Linked DNA regions of Gossypium hirsutum: region 1 is linked to region 2. The links are chromatin contacts, called in public Hi-C maps. All regions are on one chromosome and are shown on one strand. Each heading gives the region's core, a stretch centred on a gene start, on an enhancer-like site or on the middle of the called end of the contact. The rest is flanking DNA. Distances are from core to core; before and after follow the strand shown.

Evidence for each region. Hi-C and Micro-C count contacts between places; a contact is called where the count stands out from the background.
Region 1: a Hi-C map of leaf shows a contact between it and region 2, with 1.9 times the contacts expected there. The contact joins the enhancer-like site here to the promoter of LOC107909635 in region 2. A contact is called at or near these places in 2 of 34 Hi-C or Micro-C datasets (both in leaf).

Annotation. Positions count from the first base shown.
Region 1 is chrD02:61,721,270-61,726,651 of Gossypium_hirsutum_v2.1, reverse strand. No RefSeq gene overlaps it. Among protein-coding and RNA genes, the nearest start is that of LOC121215068, 65 kb to the left of the region's middle. Within about 2 kb of position 3,506, at least 3 of the 9 cell types and tissues checked have an H3K27ac peak or open chromatin away from gene starts, as enhancers often do. A contact at or near this core is called in leaf, where this site is marked.
Region 2 is chrD02:61,396,555-61,402,743 of Gossypium_hirsutum_v2.1, reverse strand. It overlaps LOC107909635 (U4/U6 small nuclear ribonucleoprotein Prp31 homolog), which reads left to right and starts at 4,378. Exons shown (of 7, transcript XM_016837245.2): 1 at 4,378-4,577; 2 at 4,694-4,759; 3 at 4,861-5,891; 4 at 6,007-6,077. The coding sequence starts at 4,575.

The DNA.
Region 1 (5,382 bases), core at 2,257-4,756, 320 kb before region 2:
AAACTTTTATGACATTCATTGGGAGCGTAGGTCCACTAGCTGTGTCGGAGTTGCAAGTTTAATTCTGCGAGCTCTTATAATGTCAGTTGAGAGCGTAGGTCTGCTAGCTACTTTGAAGGTTCCGATCTTAAACCGTAAAACCTTTAAACTATACCAAATACAAGTATTTATAAAGATAATATTTTTATTCAAGGAGTAAGAAATTACACATAGTATTTCTTGAGGTGAGGAGCATTCCATGTTCACGGTAGAACCGTGTCTTCCAAATGATTGTACTTTTCAACTAGGGGCCCAATTGATTCTCAAATTAGTTCCAAAGGGCTTTTTCTAGTACTTTAGCCTTCTTCTTTTTTAACATAATTCTCACTTTTTTCATGAAAATTCACAATATAAATTCTATGATAGGTTTACAACAATTATCTTTCTATAATTGTTGTTAGAAGTGTATAACAACTATCTCTCTATAGCAGACTAAATCTCAACAAACAAATGAGACTCTTATAAATAGGGTCGAATGTAATTATAAAATTTTCTATTTGTATTTAACATGTAAAATCCTCTAACTATATAAGAAATTCTAAATATTTTAAGTATACTTATATTAAATATATATTCATATTTATACTCAAATTGAATTTAAATAACTTAGCAATTCTTATATCTAATTTCTTCTAATCATATTTGTAAAATTTAATTCCTTGAACATCCCAAAAAAATGGGTTGAGATCCTATTCATTATACTTTTGTTGATTACTTTTCAATAATTATGATAGAAAATTATTCATAAACATCCATCAATGAATTATAAAATTATAATTTTAAATAATGATTAAAAGTTGTATTAAATAATATAAGAATAATATTTGATGCATTGTCTGTGTATAAATCTCATGTACTATTAAAAAATTCACATTAAATCACCTTATCAATAAGTAAAATAATAAAATATAAGGACTTATAAATAAATATTGATAAGATTAGTTAATTATAATTAAAATTAATAATATTTTTTGTCAAGCCTTTCCCTATATATTGATGTAGCAAACTTCTCTAAATTAGGTTTTGGTTTTTGGGATTCTTTTGGTTCAATTTAAAAATATTTCACTAATTTCCAATCACCAAACAATTAGAATTATTTTTGTGATTTTTTATCTTCTCCTTCTCCCACATTAAATTATTCTGACAATCTTTTGGCTTCATTAAGTATCTTGAAAGTTAACATTATAGATTTAATGATTACTGTAAAAGAAAAAAAAAACTTACAACTCCAGCAGATTTAACGATTATTGTAATAAAAATATATTGTTAACAACAATACTTCCATAGGTGATGAATTATTGTTGATTTCAGTTGTTTTACTTTTCATGGGTGTTTATATCTCTATAGGAATAGATGTCCATAGTAAATTCTTCACCTTTGAGCTTCACCTGCCTTACCGACAAATTTAGTTGTCCCTAGAAATAGATGATTATAAATAACTGTTTGGTGGTTGAAAATCAATTAAATAATTCTAAATTGAGAAAAAAGAAATCCCAAAGGCCAAAACCTAATTTGGAGAAGTTTTCCTATCTCTATACACTGGAAAGAAGTTGAGAAAAAAAAATATAATTAATTTTAATTATAATTAAATAAACTTATCTATATTTATTTATAAGTCCTAAAATACTCAATTATTTTGCTTATTGTGAGGTGGCTTAATGTGGTTCAATGATGGTGCATGAGACTTATACACCGATAATGTATCAAATATTAACCTATAATATAATTCAATATCATTTTCTTTCAAAAAAACCAAAGTAATTCAATATCATCTAAAGGATACAAAGGGAACAATTTTGGAACAAACCGAGGAAAAGGGAAATTGCCACAAATATCTATAAAAGTATTATGGAGGTTCATGTATTAAAAGTCAGATTGCATTTTGCCTTTTCTATTAAAAAAATGAGCAACCTAGTCCTTATATATTACATTAAAAAGTAAATTGATCTTTTCTATTGAAAATTCTATCTATTTGTACAGTTAAAAACTAACATAGTTGAAGGAATAACCAAACAATGACATATAGTGTGTCATGTATACCTCATGTTGATGTATTTAATAGCAAAACTGAATTTTTTTTAACAAAAGGACTAATTTATTATTTGATCTAATGTACATGGATTACTTTATCTATTTTTTAAATAGATAAAATAAAATACAATTTAACTCTTGATACAAAAACTTCCATAATACTTTTATCCATATATATTCAAGAACAAATAATTAATGTATAGGTAATGAATGGTCAAGGTCAATAAGTTGGCAATCCACATGGTGAGTATGGGATGAAGGGTGCAACAAACAGTTTGTGAGATGATGGAGGGAATGCCCCCTCCATATCATATCATATCATCGTCATCCATGCAACCCCTTACATGTCATCAGATTATTTATACATCCAACCATCAAATTAAATTAATCCCATTTTCTCTTTCATTTGTTGCCTTAATTTGCATATATGGGTTAGCTTTTTACGTTCAAACTCCTCAATTCTCCCACTTATATTCCCGAGGGTTTCAATGGTGGCAATGAAAGTGACAATATAATTCTCATAAGTATGGATATATAATCGTTCATATATATATGAAAAATTATTTTAAAAGATTTTATCATATCTACCAATCGCGGAGCTTAGCAAATATCAAAGGGCATGGTTTCCTAAAATAGTAAAATCTTAATTTAGACTTTTTATAATTTATAAAATTTTAAATTAATAATGATAAAAATACACTTTAACCACTTAAAAATTATATAAATTTAATTTAACGTTTTTAAAATTATAATATATAAATTATTAAAATTACTATTGTAAAAATTCATATTAGACACTTATCAATATATACACTTAAATTCAAATAAATGTGAAAATTCATATGTATTTAATAGAATGTTTGTAATTAAATTCAATAAAAGCAATAGTATTACTATTGATGATTCATTTTCAAGGAATTTGATAATATTCACACACACCTTTCTATAAAGACGTATCTGTCACAATTAAGAAGTATTGTATATAGATGATTCACCATACATAAATTAATAAACTTTGATGCAGAAGTTATAAACTCCATACATACACATATTTTTGTATGGACGAAATCAAGCCAGCAGAGCACATATCTGTATTAATGGTTTACATATAAATCATATATATGAACATCGCACATGTGAAAAAAATCATTATCCATTTCCTAAAACAATTTGAAAACTTTTGCATGACGCGTATATTAATTATTTCACATATATATAGTATACAATAATATTGGTTTGATTTTGATATATATTGTGGAGAGAAATGATTATTTTTGCAGAGTACACGTTTTTCTCTTTTCTTGAAATTAAATGCACAGAAAGAATGAAGGCAAGAGGTCATTTTCATTTCCAACGAATCAATTGGAACTTAGCGGAATTAAAACTTTTTAGCAGCCATAGGAAGGTGTTTGATAGCCAGCCAGCATGTTATGTTAGCCCACCTCGACCTCTAGGGCACGGCACATGATTTATTGCCATCTTTGACCCCCACTAGCCATATGCATATAAAATGTACATAATTCATACTGGTACAACATTTATGTACTGCCATCAAAATACGTTTCTAATCCAAGATTATTATTAGATAATATTCATATTGGGAATCGACCCGATTAAGCAACAAACAAGTTAAAATAACGGAAGAAATTGAGAAATTAAACACACAAATTTAACGTGGAAAAGCTCCTCCAAAGAGGATAAAAAACCACGGGCAAAGATAATTTTTACTATAATGGCAAAATAACGAAGAGTACAAAAGATAGAGATAAAAAAACTAAACCCCGAAACCCGAAAACAAAGAACCCTCTAAACGTAAACACAAAATTCTCCAACAGTGTTATGGGTTCTAATTTTTTAATGGGTGTTTTTCTAAGGTTATAAAAAAAAGACTATTTATAAGTTAAATTCGTAAAGATTATTTATAAGCTAAATTCGTAGGTCAAATAAATTATGCTAATAAATATTAAATATATTATACTAATAAATATTAAATCTTCTAAAAAGAAATTATATTTTGTTTAACTTGCAAGCAATTTCTTATTTAACAGAAATTTGGGCCACACAACTCTAACAATCTCTACCTTGAGACGAATTCTCACAATGCCATCTTTGCCAAAGCCCACCACGGGCCTATCTTGAACTATGCAGGGAATTAACTGAGTCAAATTTGTGCTTAGAAGTTGGAAAATTTCTAGCCGTCGACTTGTGCAATGCCAAATCAAAACTAACTTGGGTCTGATTTTCACGAACATAGTGCTTTAACTTTTCAAAACTTGCATCCAAAAGAGAACTTCTCTTCAATGAAACAGTCATGCATTTTTCCCTCTTATGACCAAGTTGTCTTCGCTCCAAACGAGTTGACTTTGACTCCGTAACGGACAAGGGACATCCAGTTTCACCGATCACTGTAGAACCTTCTAGAATATAAAAACTGTCAGTCCTTTTACCTCTTAACAAAACGAGAGCTCCACAAGTCACCTTAATGTAACTCGACTCGATGTTGATTCAACAACCTTTCGAGTCTAAAATACTCAAGGAGATGAGATTCTTTTGTAAAACAGGTACATACCTGACATCTGAGAGTGTCCTAATCATCCCATCGTGCATTCTAATTTTAACAGTACCAATACCAATTACCTTACTCGATGAATCATTTCCCATGCGCACAACTCCACCTTCAACCAAATTGTATATGAAGAACTATTCTCTATTGGGACACATGTGAAAATAACATCCAGAATCTAAGATCCACTCAGACGTAAGCTTGGAGCTACTGCTCGTTAACACTAACAAGAAATCATCACCACTTTCGTCGACCAAATAAGCACCAGCTACATCTTCCTCGTTACTCCGAGCAGCCCTTTTATTTCTTAGTTTATAACAATCTGCTTTGACGTAACCTAACTTCTTACAATAGTGACACCTTTTGTCTCGCTTCTTTGATGCTGCCAAAATAGAAGCTTACTTATCTGCCTTGCTATCTGAACCAAACTCATTATCGAGTTTGTCTTTACTCAACAAATGACCCTTCACATCCTCAAACGAGAGTTTGTCTCTGCTATAAATCAGGGTCTCCCTGAAAGACTTGTACGAAGAGGGTAAAGAGCATAATAATAGCATAGCCTGATCTTCATTGTCAATCTTAACCTCAAAGTTCTTTAAATCATTAAAAAGAGTAATAAATTGACTATTGTGATCTCTAAGAAGCTCAACTTTGTTAATGTGAAACATAAATCAACGTTTCAACACTAAACAGCTAGCCAGAGACTTAGTCGCATAAAGAATTTCTAACATTTTCTACAAGGCGGATGA
Region 2 (6,189 bases), core at 3,129-5,628:
GTAGGATTGTTAACCAAATTGCGTTAACAAATCTTTTGTGCCATTTGTTTATTTGATTTACTCACTTTCAATCTGCCTATTAATCTATGTAGTTCCAGGCTATTTTGGAACATTAGTTGGGATGTCAAGATAGAACATACAATAAACTAATTCCTTTTTTTACTCTCAAATAGTATCGTACTCTGCGATATAGTGTAATAAAATTTTTTATATTTGCATAACCAATATCTACCACATAATATTTTTTTTTAAAAATATAATAATTTGAATAATTAATAAGAAAAATAAAATAATTAACAAGAAGGTGATAATAATATTAGTGGATTACTAGATGCAATTTTAACCTATTTTGGAATCTTTTCTAAACAACATTTTGTAGCAATTTGGAATTTGAGGCGCAACCCAACTTTGTAATCATTTGGTTATAATAGCTTTTATAAACCTAATATGTGTTTGACTTGTATCAGGATATCCAGTAACACACCAACTTCATAACCCTTTTTATAAAAATTTGATTGTGTTAGAGTTGTGTGACCCAAATTCCTGTTAAAGAAATAAAATACAGTGGCACAAGTGGAATTCGTATAGAAATATACTTCTTCTATTTGATATTTATTAGAATAAGGTGTTTCAACCTTACTACACTATTTCTATTTGATGTTGATTAGAACAAGGTTTTTCAACCTATAAATAGATGTAGTCAAAACTCCTCTTGTATCATTTGAATTCAACATTAATGAATTTTCTTCTCCTCTGCCCGTGGTTTTTTCCCGAAAGGGTTTTCATGTAAAATCTGTGTGTTCTTATTTTTCTCTTTCTTTTTGCTTTGCGGTCGTTCTATGTTGTTATTATCGGCGTTCAGGTAAAAAAATAATATAAACATTATAATATAACCTTTATAACAAAAAGGTATATTAAGTCTTCAATAGGTTTTATAAAACTTATAATAGGGTTCCATGTAAGAATAATATAAAACTTAGGTTAAATTTTACTATTAGTTCTTGAACTTTGTAAAAGTTGTGGATTTAGTCCTTATATTTTAATTTGATCAATTTTAGTCATTGTATTTTTTGAATTGGTCATTTTTAGTCTTTGTACTTTTTGAATTTTGACTTTTGGTCTTGACTCAGATAGTAGCAATTAAATTCGTTTGTTTAAATTCGATTGCTAGTCCTATATTATGCCTACAATTGTAGGTTTAGTTTACATTCTCCAATTGGATCATTCAAAGTTTCTATACTTTTCGAATTATGAAATTTTAGTCGTCTTGACACAAATAACAATTGTTAATCTATTAATTGAATTTCTAGTGAGTAATACATGGAAATAACAAGCTAACATGGAATTACACATATAGTAATATGTTTGCCACGTTAGATTCTGGAAATATTAAAACTTAACTTAATGAATTTAATAGTTATTATTTAGTGAGGATTGAAATTTAAAATTTGAAAAGTATAAGGACTAAAAAGACAAAATTAAAATATAAGAACTAAATCCACAATATTTACAAAGTTTAAGGACTAATGGTAGAATTTAACTTAGAATTTATAATGTAGCATTTAGAAACCTAATTTGTTGTTAAGCCAAAAATTGCGTGAAACACTTGAAGTTAGATGTGTTCAATGGCAAAGTTTCTTTTATTATTATTATTATTATTATCTAATAATAAATATATGTACAAAAATTAAAATTATTTATTATTATGGTATGCAAATAACTTTTATAAACTTGTATGAAAATAAATTTCAAACTTAAAATAATTGACATGTGTTAGAAAAATCATAAGGTAATTGATAATTACCTCAATTCTTAATTTCTCTCTAACATTTTATTTGGACATTACATAGTAATTAATTGAAAGTGTAATTAGTAGGGTAGTAATCATATTCATTTGTAATTACAAAGAATTATAATTTTCTAAATGTGTTTTGTTGATAGGGTGTAATTACATTATAATTCCTCATGTCATGTTAGGTAGTGCAAATTGTAATTGTACAGTTACATATTTTATATATTTTTAAAAAAATATTAATTATTATAAAAAATATTAGCATGATAAAAAAAATTTCTAAACAAACAACAAACAACAAACAACAAAAATCAAAATCAAATCATCATATGTATCGTGTTAATAAAAAAGTAGTTAATAATACAATTACTAATAAAAATAAAAATAAACATCATATAAAATTTGAAAATAACTTACATAAGGACGATCCTAAAAAATAAGGTTTTTAGGCACCAATAAAATTTTGCCACATCATCAAATTTTAAAGACATGAAATTATTATTATATACTCATCTATAGATAAATTATTTTATGGACTCTTCCAACCATATTATTCATGGTCCATTCTCAATTATTTAATTACATTTCAACATTTTTTTTCATGTCATTGACAAATGATTTTGATATTTTTTTTAACCCTGAACCCTAAATTTAGAATCTCAACCCCTAAACCCAAAATATAGAATCCAAAATTTAAAACCACAAAACTTTGAACCTTGAACCCGAACCATGAATCATAAACTCGTAACCTCGAACCTTTAAACCTTAAACTCAAACCCTAAACATCAAATCCTTAAACACTGAACTTAAACCTTGAACCCCGAACCCAAAACCCAAACTTGGACTCAAAATCTTAAATCCTAAATCCAACCCTAAACCTCAGGATTTGGGATTCAAGGTTTGAGGTTCTGGGTAGAATAATTACCAAAATTATGTGTCAATGACATTGAAAAATTGCACAAAAGTTTTTTTTTTTTTAAAATTAGTTGCACAAAAATAAAAAATATTAACTTATGAAGAAATGATTAAAATTTGTAAAAAAGAAGAAGAAGAAAAGGTGTTTGTTTATAATTTTAAAAATTAATTATTTTAAATAATTTAATTAAAGTTAAATTAAATTGGAGAAGATATTAGATATAGATGAGTGTATAATAATACTTTGTTATCTTTAAAATTTAATGACGTGGCACTATTTTATTGGTGTTTAAAAACTATACTTTTTAGGATGATCCTAATATAATTTATTCTCATAAAATTTTATCTAAATTGTTCCAGTGTTTCATATTTGTTGGGTTATTTCCTCTTTAATATAAGCTCATTTTCATCAAATGTTGGTTTTTGACCGAGTTCATTATCTATCATCTGAATTTGTATCATTGTGATTATCAAGATCTCTTTTTTCCTTGTATGTTTCGAAGTATAGATCATCCCAAATATACCTATGAATGAAGGTATGAAGTATGCAATATGCTAATATGATCAGATATTATTATTTTTATGTTATACTAAGTGATGTTGATATGAGAAATTTTTTTAAAATAACAAATGTCCTCTCAACCACATTTCGAAGCCTTAAACGTCTCAAATTAAAGAATTCTTGAGTCGTCTTTTGTGCTTGTGTCTAGTTCCATTCTCTCAAATCGTATCATACCCCACGATATGGTGCATGAATATTTTTTACATTTGCATAATTAACATCTACCAAATAAAATTTGGGTTCACAGTGCAAATAGTTTGTAACTTTAATAATAAAAACTCATATAAACTTAATTTTAAAAAAAGAATTATGTTATATTATAAATTTTTTTATATAATATACAAATTAAGTAAAAAAAATATAATAATTATAATATATTAACCTTTATAATTTTTTTATAGTGTGCTATAATTTTCATAACATTTCTTATAAATAATATAATTTTTTGCCATAATTTTATAAAATTATAACATTCTTTTTTACAAAAAAACATATTATTTTTATAATATATAACATCGACACATAAATAGTTTATATTCATGTTTTTTATCATAATTTTTTATAAATAAATATAATATACACTTATATAATCTTAGATTATTTTTTATAATAAATTTTATTGTTCTAACTTTAAAAAAATTAAGACTTAAGCAATATAATTTTTATTATAACTTTATAAAATACACATAAATTATGTTATAATATAAGATTTATAACATAATAAATCTTTGATCATAACCATCTTGAACACTTATACATGTTTATGCTTATAATATAAAAATTTATAACTTAAACTTGTACTCTAATTACACCAAATTTTCAATGAGATCCAGAAATTACAAGTAATTACACCCAAATTCAATTATTAAATAATTTTTCAAACACTACCTAAGAATTAAAAAGAGTAATTCAAATAATCAAATTAACAACTACGATGATCACCAAAACATACCGCACTTACTGACAAATCCAATTACCGGTGCTTTTCAAATACTACAATTTTTGAAAAAATAGATGAGAAAGATTTTTTTTACCAAGATGGATCAAAGCATAAATGATTTCGGGCCAACATAGAAATAGAAGGTCTAGCCCATACAAAAGCCGACTCGATAGCATGTTCAAGAAGTTTCCCTATAAATTATTTTCGCTATCGCCCAAACGAAGTTTCTTTGTTTATTTGCTCTTCTTTTCTCCGATTAGGGTTCCTTCATTATTCTCTTTAGGAAATTTTAATTTTCAACTTGTTTTCGTTTATTCTCTTCGATTTTGGGTTAAACCCTAGAAGGCTCCTCGCGAAAGTGTCAGATGGTTAGTTTTCTTTTCTCTAATTACTCTATTTTTTTTCTCCTGGAATTTTAGCACTTTTCATTCGATAAAATAATTGCATCTAACTGTCTGTTCTTTTACTTGGTTATAATTTTCAGGCAACTTTAGCTGATTCATTCCTTGCGGACCTTGATGAATTATCAGACAACGAAGCCGATGTTCTGGTGAGTTGAAACTATACTTACCTTTTCTGTTTTGAGTTTCAGCCTCTTTTTTTTTTATTCGACACTTAATCTGAATCGTAATGTTCATATCATTCTTTCAGGAGGAAGAAAATAATGATGTTGCAAACATGGAAGAAGATATTGATGGTGACCTCGCGGATATCGAAACGCTTAACTACGATGATCTGGACAGTGTTTCCAAATTGCAAAAAAGTCAGAGATACATTGATATAATGCAGAAAGTGGAAGATGCGCTCGAGAAGGGTTCTGATATATCAAATCAGGGCTTGGTACTGGAAGATGATCCTGAGTATCAGCTGATTGTGGACTGTAATGGACTATCAGTTGATATCGAGAATGAGATTGTTATTATCCATAATTTTATACGTGATAAGTACCGATTGAAGTTTCCTGAGCTTGAATCGCTTGTACATCATCCAATTGATTATGCTCGTGTGGTGAAAAAGATTGGCAATGAGATGGATTTAACCCTTGTGGATTTGGAAGGGCTTTTGCCTTCAGCTATCATTATGGTTGTTTCAGTTACAGCATCAACTACCAGTGGCAAGCCACTTCCTGAAGATGTTCTCCAGAAAACTATTGATGCGTGTGATCGTGCTCTGGCTCTGGATACTGCAAAGAAGAATGTTCTTGATTTTGTAGAAAGTAGAATGGGATATATTGCACCAAATCTTTCTACTATTGTTGGAAGTGCTGTTGCTGCTAAACTTATGGGTACTGCTGGTGGCCTTTCCGCATTAGCTAAGATGCCTGCTTGTAATGTTCAGCTGCTTGGTGCGAAGAAGAAGACCCTTGCAGGGTTTTCCACTGCAACGTCACAGTTTCGTGTTGGGTATATTGAACAGACAGAGATTTTTCAAACTACACCCCCTGCTTTGAGGAGTCGTGCTTGTCGTCTCTTGGCTTCTAAAGCAACTCTTGCAGCACGTATAGACTCCACTAGAGGGGATCCTTTGGGGAATGCTGGAAAAACCTTAAAGGAAGAAATTCATAAGAAAATTGAAAAATGGCAAGAACCACCTCCTGCAAAGCAGCCTAAACCACTTCCTGTTCCTGATTCTGAACCTAAGAAAAAGAGGGGTGGTCGTCGCTTAAGGAAGATGAAAGAAAGGTAGTTCTGTTATTTTGATTACTATTGAAATCTTTATTTTTCCTTTTAAAATTTTTTTCCAGCAATTTGTTTGTGCATTCTGCATTTTGCTTATATCTATATATGTTATTTTCAGGTATGCTATAACAGACATGAGGAAGCTAGCGAACAGGATGCAATTTGGAGTACCTGAGGAAAGCTCTTTAGGTGAACTTAGATTTTTCTAATTTCCGAAGAATCATTTTTAGTTTTTTTTTTCTTTAATGATGCTTGAACTCAAAAACCATGTTTTGGGTCTTCAATAGGCTTGTAGCCTCTG